2 separate regions of the Ovis aries genome follow, and region 2 is linked to region 1. Evidence: chromatin contacts called from public Hi-C data. All regions are on one chromosome and are shown on one strand. The core of a region is the stretch at or near the end of the contact, and the rest is flanking DNA. Distances in the headings are between cores, read along the strand shown. Region 1 overlaps MITF (melanocyte inducing transcription factor). Region 2 has its middle 45 kb from the start of MITF.

Region 1 (5,613 bases), core at 2,049-4,548:
AAGACATCTTTGCTCGACAAAATTAAGCTATATGTCCTTAAAAAAAATAATGCCTATCAGAACTATCTAATTCTTGCTTTGACATTTACCAAGTACTTATTACCTGCCAGGTATTACAGATGAGGCTGGTGATGGAGATGCAGAGAATCACAACTTTCAATCAAGCTTATTAATAAGCTCCTGATATCAAGTAAAACTGGTTCATTTTTAAAAGATAAAGATATAACATTGCAAAGCAATTATACTCCAATAATAAAATGTTAAAAATTTCAGAACAAAGAAAAAACATACATATGGGCAAAATTATGAATAAAAGCTAGAAAAATCAAAAAATTCTTATTAAAACTCATTCATTCAACAAGTCTTTATTGAGCACCTACTTGTCGCAAGCACTACTGAATATGCTTGAGATACATTAATGATACACCATGGCGCTTAGATTATGAAGCCAGAAATGTTTTGGAGTAACTCTGAATGCTCAAAAATAGGTAATTTGGAAATTGCATGAATTTACCATCTTAAAGCACCATCTACAATGACATTCCCATTAACAAAAACATTTGCTTTCTAATACTGGATCAAGGATCAGTGCATTTTCATTTCCTACTGAGCCAGGCAGAAAGTTTGAAAAATCTGAAAAAAATCATGAGATCATGTCTCTGCCTCTTTTTTTAAAAAAAGAGACAGGGGAAGAGAGAAGGTACAGAATTCATCATATCATCACACTGACAACTGTGCCTTTTATTTGCATATCATACCTCATGTTTATTTAAATGAAGAAACAGAGGGAAAGGGAGTGAGGTGAGTAACTTGCTCAGAATCAAGATGTTGATGAACTGCAAATTCAGAGTTTGAAAACTCCAGAGCCCACATGCTTCTCACTATGGTTCTCTGCTCTAAGTTTCTGTGAGCCACTCAACAATCACAAAAGCAAACTAATTCTAAAATTAGAACCTTGCACTGGAGTTGCCTCTTTAGTTGTCTGCTCCCCACACCCTACACTGGTGTCTGAATTCCAAGAAGGAATAACCCATTCTGTTTAGTTCCCTCTTCATTCTTTAACCAGACACAATTCCAGATCCAGTGAAAGAACCCAATAACTAGTTGTCAGTGGGTTAAGTGAATAATGAAATTGATCATGGTGCATTTTCTGATCACTTTTGACTATGATCTACCTTTAAAAAAACACAAGCAGGAAATGAATCAGGCTTCCCTCAATATTTATACCAAACATGAGTTAAAGTAATGGCATTCACTAGAAACAAAACAGAAAGACACACTGCTTGTCCTCAATTAACTTAATCTAGTTGGGAAAGAGAGTGAGAAAATATGAATATCAGCACAATTTCTTCTTGTTAATAGAAGTATAGCAGTGCTCAGAAAATAAAGAATTATTGAAAAAGGCTTTTGAGGGGGAGACAAGCTTTGGACTTTGGGGGAGCATGACAAACTCCTCTGGAAAAGATGGGTAATTGTGAGCAAAGTTTCTCAACGTGTGGGATACAGGATGATCTCAAATGGAGACACAAAGACTCCACATTAAATGACCATGGAATTACCCAGAGAGAAAGGCCCTTTCAAATTTCTTTTCATCCCACGAAAAGTATCTGTTTGATGCTAACATGTCTTCAATCTTGCAATACTTGCCCTTTGTAACAAAAACAGTTCAGATCTCAGACTCAGGCCCTTCTTGACAACACATCCAGTAAGGATCTAACTGTTTTCTTCCAATTTCATTATATTTATTTTACACATGCATCCATCTGTCATTGCCATTTAATAAGGCATTTCCTTTCAATATGTATTTTTAATTTATTTAAGCCATCATATGGAATGTGGGGGCAAAGGTCATGAAGTTAGGATGAGTATGGCTCAAATTTGGGAACCCTGATTAAGAGAAACGAAGAATGTGCCAGAACCCTTCCGTGGAAACCAGATCAAACACAGCCCACAAATAGTGGCTACTCTATTGCAGTGAGAAGCAAACAGCTACAAAGAATTCCAGTCTGATAAAGGAAATCATGTAGGGCTCTGAAATCACAGTACATGGGCCTAGCCCTAATCGCTTCCTAACTGTGGGAAATGAACATGACTGGCAGATAGGATTCCATACAGGAAAACCAGGGGCCAGGCCAAGGAGGACGGAGAATATCACAATGGAAGTGGACAAGCCACAATTGTTGATAGTGCCTGTAAACAAGACCTCCATCCAGAAAAAGAAAAGGCAAGGCTGTTAGAACAAAATGTCAGGCATGCTGGATGTTGATGCTTCGATATATTACAGCCTCTCCTCTCACACTGTGAAGGTCACTTTGGCCTGCATTATCTCCTAGGGCACAAATACAGCTTATAGCCCATCTTTGTTTTCGTTTACCTTTTTAATCTAATTTCATAATGAAGTACCAAAGGAGGTCCCCAGAATGGAGTTGCTGGTTTTGTTTTTTTTTTTTTCCCCCTCTAGCTGTATAATACTTTCATACACTAGATGGAGCCAACTTTATAATGCTTTGGGATTCACACACAGGTTTGTGCTGGACATGAAAAAACATTAACCCATGCATATGGAATCTAGAAAGATGGTATTGATGAACATACCTGCAGGGCAGCAATGGAGATTCAGACATAGAGAACAGACTTGTAGACACAGCAGGGGAAGAAGAGGGTGGGACGAATACAGGAGCATGGAAACACATATATTATCATATGTAAAATAGACAGTGAGTGGGGTTTTGCTGTGTGGCAGAGGGAGCTCCACCTAGTGCTCTGTGACAACCTAGAGGGGTGGGATGGACAGGGAGGTGGCAAGGAGGTTCAGGAGGGAGGGGACATATATATACCTGTGGCTGAGTCATGGTGATGTATGGCAGAAACCAACACAATATTGTGACGTGATTATCCTCCAATTAAATAAAATTTAAAAAAAAGAAGGTATGGGAAAACCATATATCACCTAAATATATTTAAAATTTTGAAGATCAAAGTTTTAAAGATCAAAAGGTCCCATCATTTTACCACTCTGCCTATTTCCCGTAACTCTTAAGCCCGAATTAATATCAAACTATTAACGAAGCTATAAAAATATGTCTGAAATATGATCATCTTATAGTTCACTGGCACTTTTAATTTTGGTTTAGTAACAAGTATTTATTATAGTTTTTTAAACTGGTTTCCAAAAAAAAATTGTTTTTTTCTTTGCTTTGGGAGAAATGGAAGCAATTTATAAATGCAGTAAGCATGACTCATCAGACCCAAAAAGTTGACCTCTAGGATAGGAGGGGTAAGAGCAAGGGAGCGGCAAGTACACAGATACTACTTCTAGGCTCTCACAGTCCCTGAGCGGAGAGAAAGCACTCACCAGCACGAGGTCAAATGGCCAAGGCACTTGTAAGAAGAAATGGCTGATCTCCAGGACCAGGGAAGGTCCTCTGCCAACCGACTAGAATATTCTGCTATCTAACCTGGAGCCCGCATGGGATGATTCTCACCTGTCAGTCATGCTAACTCAATGCCTTTTCACTGAATCCTAATCTTTTAAAATTGTGGCTTTCCAATGAGACACTGTTGTCCCCAGGGGACATCTGACAATGTCTGGAGACACTTTTGGTTGTCACAAATGGGGACACAGGAACTTCCTTGGAAGTCCAGTGGTTAGGACATCGCCTTCCAAGTGCAGGGGTCAGGGGTTCCATCCCGGGTTGGGAGTTAAGATCCCCCTTTCTCCTGGCCAAAAAAACCAAAACATAAACAATATCGTAACAAATTCAATACAGATTTTTTGAAAACTAGGGTGACAGGTGTTATGAGCATCTAGTACGTAGAGACTAGGGATGCTATTAAACACCTTACAGGCTCCCGTACAGCCCCTACAGTAGAGACAATCCAGCCCTCAATGTTCAATATTGCCAAGGCCGAGGAACTATTTTAAAGTAAGCAGCTCTGCCGGACAGGAGACAAAGGAGCTCCAACTCGTAGACGTCAAATAAATAAACCAAAATTTCGGGGTGTTTACCAGACAGCTTTTAAAGCCAGCAGGACAGAGTACACTGACCCATTGCACTTACTCTTCAGACACTCCTTGGGCTGCCCATCTGGAGTCAGAACGTCACCCAACCCCAGTCCCCCGAAAACCACCTATTGTTCCATTCCCGCAGCTTTATCTTTTCCAGAATGTCAAATAAATGGGATCATTTAAAACATAGACTTTTGAGTCTGACTCCTTTCCCTTAACAAGTATATTTGAGTTCAATCCATGCTGTAGCAGGTATTGGTATCTATTTGCACGTTAATATTCCACTGTATGGATGAACCATGGCTTACGTGTCCTTTAACAGGTGAAAGGACATTTGGGCCATCTCCAGATTTTGGTGATTGTGAATAAAGTTACCATACTTTTTAAGACTTTTCTTTTTTTTAAGAGTATTTGCAAATAACTCACTAAAGGTCATACAGTTACCAGAGATGTAAAGACAAAGTATACACTCCAAAAAAAAAAAAAAAGACTATGGGAAAACAGGAGTCAACAATTTTTCTCCTCATGTCAATGCACCCCGCTCACAATACATTTTCTGTAAAGAGATTTCACTAACTACTTTTTCTATATTTAGTGACCATTAATGGGCCAACTAAAGCACTTTTCTAAAGGCTGCTTCTTGCCAACATGACCCTATGGCCACATTACTATAAATAACATGTAAGCCGTGATCTGTGTCCAGCTACTCATCAGTGCTATACGTAGACTAGTGATTATGCCCTGCTGGTCTCTGCCTTTCATCTGACCTACTGGACTTACCTGAGACAGACAGAGGGGACAGTAAGTGACAGGTTTGGCACTCAGGGGTTCCAAGAACATGCAAGGAGAAAAGGCTACTGCAACGATTATGCAGAAGGGTGGCTACAGCTGCACTTTTTTCTGTTGATTTAAACACAAAGAAGCATATGTCCAAATCCTCGGGGGGCAGAGTGCCCACATCACACATTTCCATTAGCTGGCACTTCATGAACCTAAGACACTACACAGCCAGGGTTGAGGCCAGGGGGAAAGGAAATGCCCAAGAGCAACATCTCAGGGAGGTCTCTGAGCTGAACCTGTCACCTTGACTAGAGAAAGCATGCTGGTTTTAAGCTCTGAAACCTCAAAGTGGCATGATAAATATTTTTGTAATATCACCATGATAGTAACTAGAAAAATCAAGAGAAACTCATACTCTAGCCCATTTCAAAGTTCTTCAGTAATAATAGTAATAGCAGCTAATTATAGGTAGTATGCAAAGTACTCCTGTGCTAGGCATTTTACACAGCACGCCTTGAAGTATTCCTCAATAACAACCCTCTAACAGCAACACGATTATGATGTCCCTTTTACCAATGAGAAGAGTGAGGTTTTGAGGTGACTGTATCACTGGCTAGACTGTTTGCAGAGAGGAAATTCAATCCAAGGCACAGTCTGGCTCTAGATCCTCTGTTCTCAACCTCCAGGCCATACCCCCATGGTCTTACTTTTAGAGACATTCATTTATCCAGGTACTCGGGGAAAAAAAAAAAGTATCATTATAGCCATCCAAGAAAATAAATACAAATCAGATATGCTCCTTCCCTCTAGGTGCTCATTACTTG
Region 2 (5,613 bases), core at 1,201-3,700, 160 kb after region 1:
TCTAAGATACACCCAAGACATATCAATTACAAAAATTAATCTGGTAGCATGGTATTAGCAACAACTTGAAAGGAAGCTTTTGAGCCTCACTGAAAGCTTTGCCAGGTAATTTAGTCACACTTAGCTTTGAGAATCATTTGCAGTATATGGTGTGTGTGGTGTGCTATGTGTGTGAGTGTGTGTGTGTGTGTGTGTGTGTGTGTGACACTGTTGTGTATGTTCTCCTCAGTGGCTTATTTCAAAGACGTGTGAACTAAAATAGGATATTATTGAGTCCCTTTATCTGTTTAAGCCCTGTTTTCTAACCCATGTTGAAGTTCTCTATCTTAATCCAACAGGAATTCTCATTTCATTCATTCATTAAACAGCCATCATTTGAGTACCCACACAGACACCAAAGATCCAAAAATTAAAAAGATACAAGCTCTGCTTTATTAACATTTTATGGTGCTACCAGTTATAAATTTATCCCCTTTGATTCACTCTCCAAATCCAGCAGGAGGGGTCCTTCCTGCCCCCAGGTATGGTGCTAGCTCTAAGGCCAGCTCTAATGCTGGAAGTAACTGAACCACAAGGCCAGAGCTAGTCCCAGAGCTAAGACTGAGCTTGATTTTCTAGAGCCAATCTCTGAGCTTGATTTTCTTAATCCTGATTTTTCCTCCCTTCCATGGGAAAAAGTTTTGGGGACACTGGCTCTGGAATCAAGAGGTAGATTCCTACACCTGCCTTGTGCTAGGTGGAATAATGATGAAATACATGAGCATTCTAAGCCTTGTTTCTTTCTCTACAAGGTGGAGAACATAATAATATTTATAACAGCACCTATCCCACAGAGTTAGTGAAATTATCCAGGACATAGTCTTTTCAATGACTGCAGCAGCAGCAGCAGCAGCAGTCTTTTCAATTAGCAGTATTAAGTGCTCAATAAATGCTAGAGTGTATAGAAAACCATTTCAAAGCATCAGTTAGTGTGAACCAAGTGTATGGTGCAAGGAAGGAAAATGTCTGGAGGAGATCATATATATTCACTCCAGATTAAGTGGACAATGGGCTAGCTGGGATCAGATCAGAGATGCCCCTTTCTTCTGCAACAAGGGGCTGCACTCAAGCTCAGCTTCCCATGAAACCAAGTATAACATCCCATAGGCTCCAAGGTCTCCAGGTGCTGGGCACCTGGTATTGCCAGAACACTCCTTCTGAATAGCTGATCCTCAAATTGAGACCACCGTGCCAGAAAATCTGTGATTTCAAACCTGCTCCCTGCCCCTGAGGAGAGAATACAGTGGAATACCCTGATCTGGTGTGGACTTCTGGGGAGTAATGAGAGAGTGGGGACTCAGGCCTTCTCTTCTCTTGCTGATCTTGTATAAGTTGCTCCTTTCTCCAATAAAGACTATTTATTTCTTAAACCATAGAGTTTGTCTTGAACTCTAGTGCATGACAGGTGGAGGCTCAGAGGGGACTCAGCTTATCTAATAAGTAGGTATAAGATAGATGCTAACTGGCTGAATTATATTGGTCATAAAGCAAAGGATATCTGCAGGAAAAGAACCAAACAAGCTTTGAGAGAAAGATCATCCAGAGAAGCTGAGCATACCATAAATGAAACACAATTTGAGTCCTAAATTCCTCTTTCCTCATTCCATGTGTGTATTCCCTTTCATACACAATACTTCTATTTGCGATTTTTGTATTCTTTTTCTTAAAGGAGTACCTCAACTGTACAAGTTTCAGGCCCCGCAGACCTTGGCTGTAACTGATCAGCAATAGTGTCAAATGTAGCATCCTGTTACATGCAAGCTCTTCACTTAACATATGAAGAAACTGAAGATGGGAGAGTCATGACTTGATCTTTCTTGGCCCCACAATCAGGGTTGATAATAAGAACTTTAATCTCCGGTCCCCATAGTTGTATCAGCAACAGTAATGAGGCAACAGATCCAGCCCTTCTTCCCTCCACCCCAAGAAACAGGTAAGATTTCTGAAGCAGTTTTGGGAAATGGTTAAGTGGGGGGCATGCGACGGGGGGCGTGGGGGGGGGGGGGGGGGTGGGGACTGGAGCCAGACAGAGTTCAAAGTTTAAGCCTTAGTGATAACTATACCTGTCTCATTTAGGTATAGTTATCCTCACAAGGTTAGGATATCCTCACTAGGTTAAGTTATCCTCACTATAGGTTAGGTATAGTATCCTCACAAGGATTCAATGAATTAACTAATGAAAGCATTGGGAAGGTTGGCCAGCACATAGAAAGCACTCAATAAATGTTGGGAGAAGGACTGGAGCAGCATGCTTCTCAACTATTTTTTTTTTCCTTCATGGTTCTAGATCAACCTGCACTTGGGATGAAATGAGTGTTTTAAGCTCTGTTCCTACCACCAGATAGTAGGGATGTAAGAGATGAGCCCAGGACTGGCTTCAGGAATCAGGTTCAGAAGTTCTTTCTCTGTCCCAGGAAAAGTGCAAAGCAGTAATTCCATGAATGCGAATTCTTGCTTGATGAGATGCATCCAGGTCTAGACTTGAACAGAATACTTATGAAGTCTATAAGTGGTTACAGATCAGGTTACTTTCTTCAGTTAACCTTTACCAACAAAAATAACTCTGTTTAGATTTACTTCTTTCTCACAGGAGTCCATCTTCTCCTTACTTACCAATTGAGGGGAACAAAAGTAGGAAGAGAGTGCTGCTCTTTGGTTTCCTTCAAACAGAAGTCAAATCAACTCTGTAATTTAGGACAACCAATGCCAAATGGAGTGCTCTTTTAAGAGCTGAAGTCAGAGGCTTTCTGCTTCCCTGCTATGTTGCAAGGCAGAGGAATCTGCTGTGGCCGGAGCTCCAGGGCGAAGTGTCAAGGTACACTTGGTGCCTCCCAGGCCCCATAGAGCCATTCCTTGCTGAGGTCTTGCCAGCTCCACACTCCCCAGCCAGGGTGTGGCCCATCGGTGAGCATGGGTTCTGGAGGTACTGACGGGACACACAGATCCTTAGCTGTTGAAAATGCTGTTCCTTCTCTCTTTCATTTTTTTAAACACTCCTAGCACCTGGTATCATCAATTAGTCATAACCTAACTATTCTCTCTGCTGTGTCTGGCTGCTTTTACCTCCCATGGGATTTTATCAAACACCTTTTGCTTCTATCCCAATCCAACCTTCTTCTTCTTTCCCAGAGCATGAACTCTGGAGTTGAACAGCCTGAGTTAAAATCTGAGATCTGTTTCTTACTGGCAGTGTGACTTAGGCAAGTCACTTAAACTCTCTGTGCCTAAGTATCTGGATCTGTAAAGATAACAATTGTACCCACATAATAGGGTCCATAGGGCTGCAAAGAGTCTGACACAGCTGAAGCGACATGCACACAGTAGGGCCATTGCAAGGATAGTGCGTTAACATATCTATGCGAAGCTTTGGGAACATCCTGCTATGTAGCCAGTTGCTGACTATCATCTCTTAGTCTGCACCAAAACCCCAAGAGGTAACCATTATAATATCATTTTATAGACTGGGGTGAGGATATACTGCTACTCTGGGAATTGTGTAGACATTGATTTCATTTATATTAGGTACCAAATTCCTAAGAGGGACTTAGGCAATATCCAAGTTTATTTTTAAGGCTGGAGCAAATTATTCTCTAAGTATAATTAAGCACTTTTGAGAGTCCAGTAGGGATGATTATTCACTAATAAATGGTAATCTTAGTAATTCAAGATAATTAAAAAAAATTTTCCCTCTGACTGATCCTCAGGGAGAGACAGCTTTTTCAAACAGCTGGAGGATAGTCTAGAGGCTCAGGTAATGTTATTTCTGCAATTTATTATTTATTTACACTTGGGCAGGGGCTGACTCAACTGGCAGGAGTTAGGCCATTACTTCATTAATGTCACATTATTAATCTCATTACTTCCAATATCTCTATTTTAGAGACAGGTCCCCAGATCTTCTGAGACAGCTCTAATTTTAAAGATCCTATTGTGTTCTCCCTCAAATCATCAAAATCTCTCTCAATAAAAGTGCCAATATCAGAGCATCTCAAGTCATCTCCGAGGCTGATAGAGGCACACACAAGTAGAATCATCTTTTTACAGTGTGTGCATGGATTTCAATTTGGAAAACATCCACCCCAGGCCCCATAAATTATTGAGGCAGTAAATTTAAGAGCAATCATGTAGGATGTCCCAGTGTTAGGAGAGTCTGGATTATGGAAGCTGAGACTCTCTCTTGGCCGATTAGTTGAGGGACCATAAGCAAATTGCTTAATTCAAGTTTTCAACTTGGAAAATGAAGGTCTGTAGGCCCCTGCCCTTTGCCCTTTTTCTACTTTAAAGCAAAATGTCCAGGTAACTCTATAAACTAGTAACAGGAAAACAAACACAGAAGTAAATGCTGTGTTTCCATCTTGGGCTGAGTCAGGAGTTCTTGGTTAAGATGGAGCTGATATTTATCTGGTATGTACTGGTAAATAACAGCTGTCTTCCTTTCTGGTTAGGCCAGCATCTCTGCTGTCTGCTTAGTCTCACCCTGCCCTGAATTTTATATATTTTGGTGACACCCCTCTTCTCCTCCTCCCCTCCCTAATTAAGAGAGTTAAGGTGTATGTGAACTCTGGGGTCAGAATGACCTGGGGCTGAATCCTGACTCTGTATCCCACCAGCTCTGTGATCTCAGCTACTTAAGCTCTACTGCCTCCACTTCTATAGAGTAGGGACAACAGCAGGCACTCCTGGACATTAAATGAGCATCAAGCTCAGCGTCCGGCAAAATGTACACGTTTGCCATTATCATTAAAGTAAAAAGAAAAACCCTCAGAGTCTTCAGGTATAAAATGATAAGCAAAAACCTGTCCAATAGAAGGATTAAAGGAAAATCTAACAGTTGTGGAGAAAACCTACCATTATAAAAGGGAAAATTAAACCAAAGAGAAGAAGAAATGTAACCAAAATTTAAAATTTGCCTTATCAGTAGATAATATTCAGTTCAGCATATCAAGACAATTACAGAATATCAATTTAACTAAATACACTGTGATAGATTTATATCGGGAGGGTGAATGAAGGAAAATTTTAACAGAGCGAAGTTCATATGTGCCATAAGAGGCAATCATTAAATATCAAAACTGATTCATCAGTAAAAAGCAGCAGGGCTTCCCTGGGGACTCAGTAGTGAAGAATCTGTCTACCAATGCAAGAGGCAGGGGTTCAATCCCTGATCCGGGGAGACTGCTCTGCAGCCCGTCCTCCGCAACAAGAGAGGCCACCAGTGAGAAACCCATGAACCACAACTAGAGCCTCCACTCTGCAACTAGAGAAAAACCCATGCGGCAACAAAGACCAAGCATAATCAACAATAAATAAATACCATTATTTTTTAAAAATAGAAAAAGCAGCAAAAGCAAATCATTTAGAAAGGTGGATGGAAACAGGAAGAAATAGCAGAAAGTGTTGCACATGGCTGGTGAGCTAGACACGGATCAGGCAGCTCCTATTTTTTTCATCATTAGCCTTACAGCACAATATTAGTTAGGATTGTACAAGGCTGCAAGTAACACCAACAGCAACAAAATGTATGCCAGTAACAATGCTTAAATGTAAGAAAGTCTATTTTTCACACCACCAGAA

What was found. A called contact is a pair of places that touch in the nucleus more often than the background predicts.
Region 2: a contact with region 1 is called in a Hi-C map of tail adipose tissue, with 5 times the contacts expected there. The contact joins two enhancer-like sites. A contact is called at or near these places in 5 of 16 Hi-C or Micro-C datasets (hypothalamus, muscle, skin fibroblasts and 1 more).

The regions. Positions count from the first base shown.
Region 1 is chr19:31,795,318-31,800,930 of ARS-UI_Ramb_v3.0, forward strand. All of the region lies in intron 1 of MITF (melanocyte inducing transcription factor), which reads right to left. It overlaps LOC105603449 (a long non-coding RNA gene), which reads left to right. Exons shown (of 4, transcript XR_003586097.3): 4 at 111-333. Among named protein-coding and RNA genes, the nearest start is that of MITF, 110 kb to the right of the region's middle. Within about 2 kb of position 3,299, at least 6 of the 54 cell types and tissues checked have an H3K27ac peak or open chromatin away from gene starts, as enhancers often do. A contact at or near this core is called in tail adipose tissue, where this site is marked.
Region 2 is chr19:31,952,896-31,958,508 of ARS-UI_Ramb_v3.0, forward strand. No RefSeq gene overlaps it. Among named protein-coding and RNA genes, the nearest start is that of MITF, 45 kb to the left of the region's middle. Within about 2 kb of position 2,451, at least 3 of the 54 cell types and tissues checked have an H3K27ac peak or open chromatin away from gene starts, as enhancers often do. A contact at or near this core is called in tail adipose tissue, where this site is marked.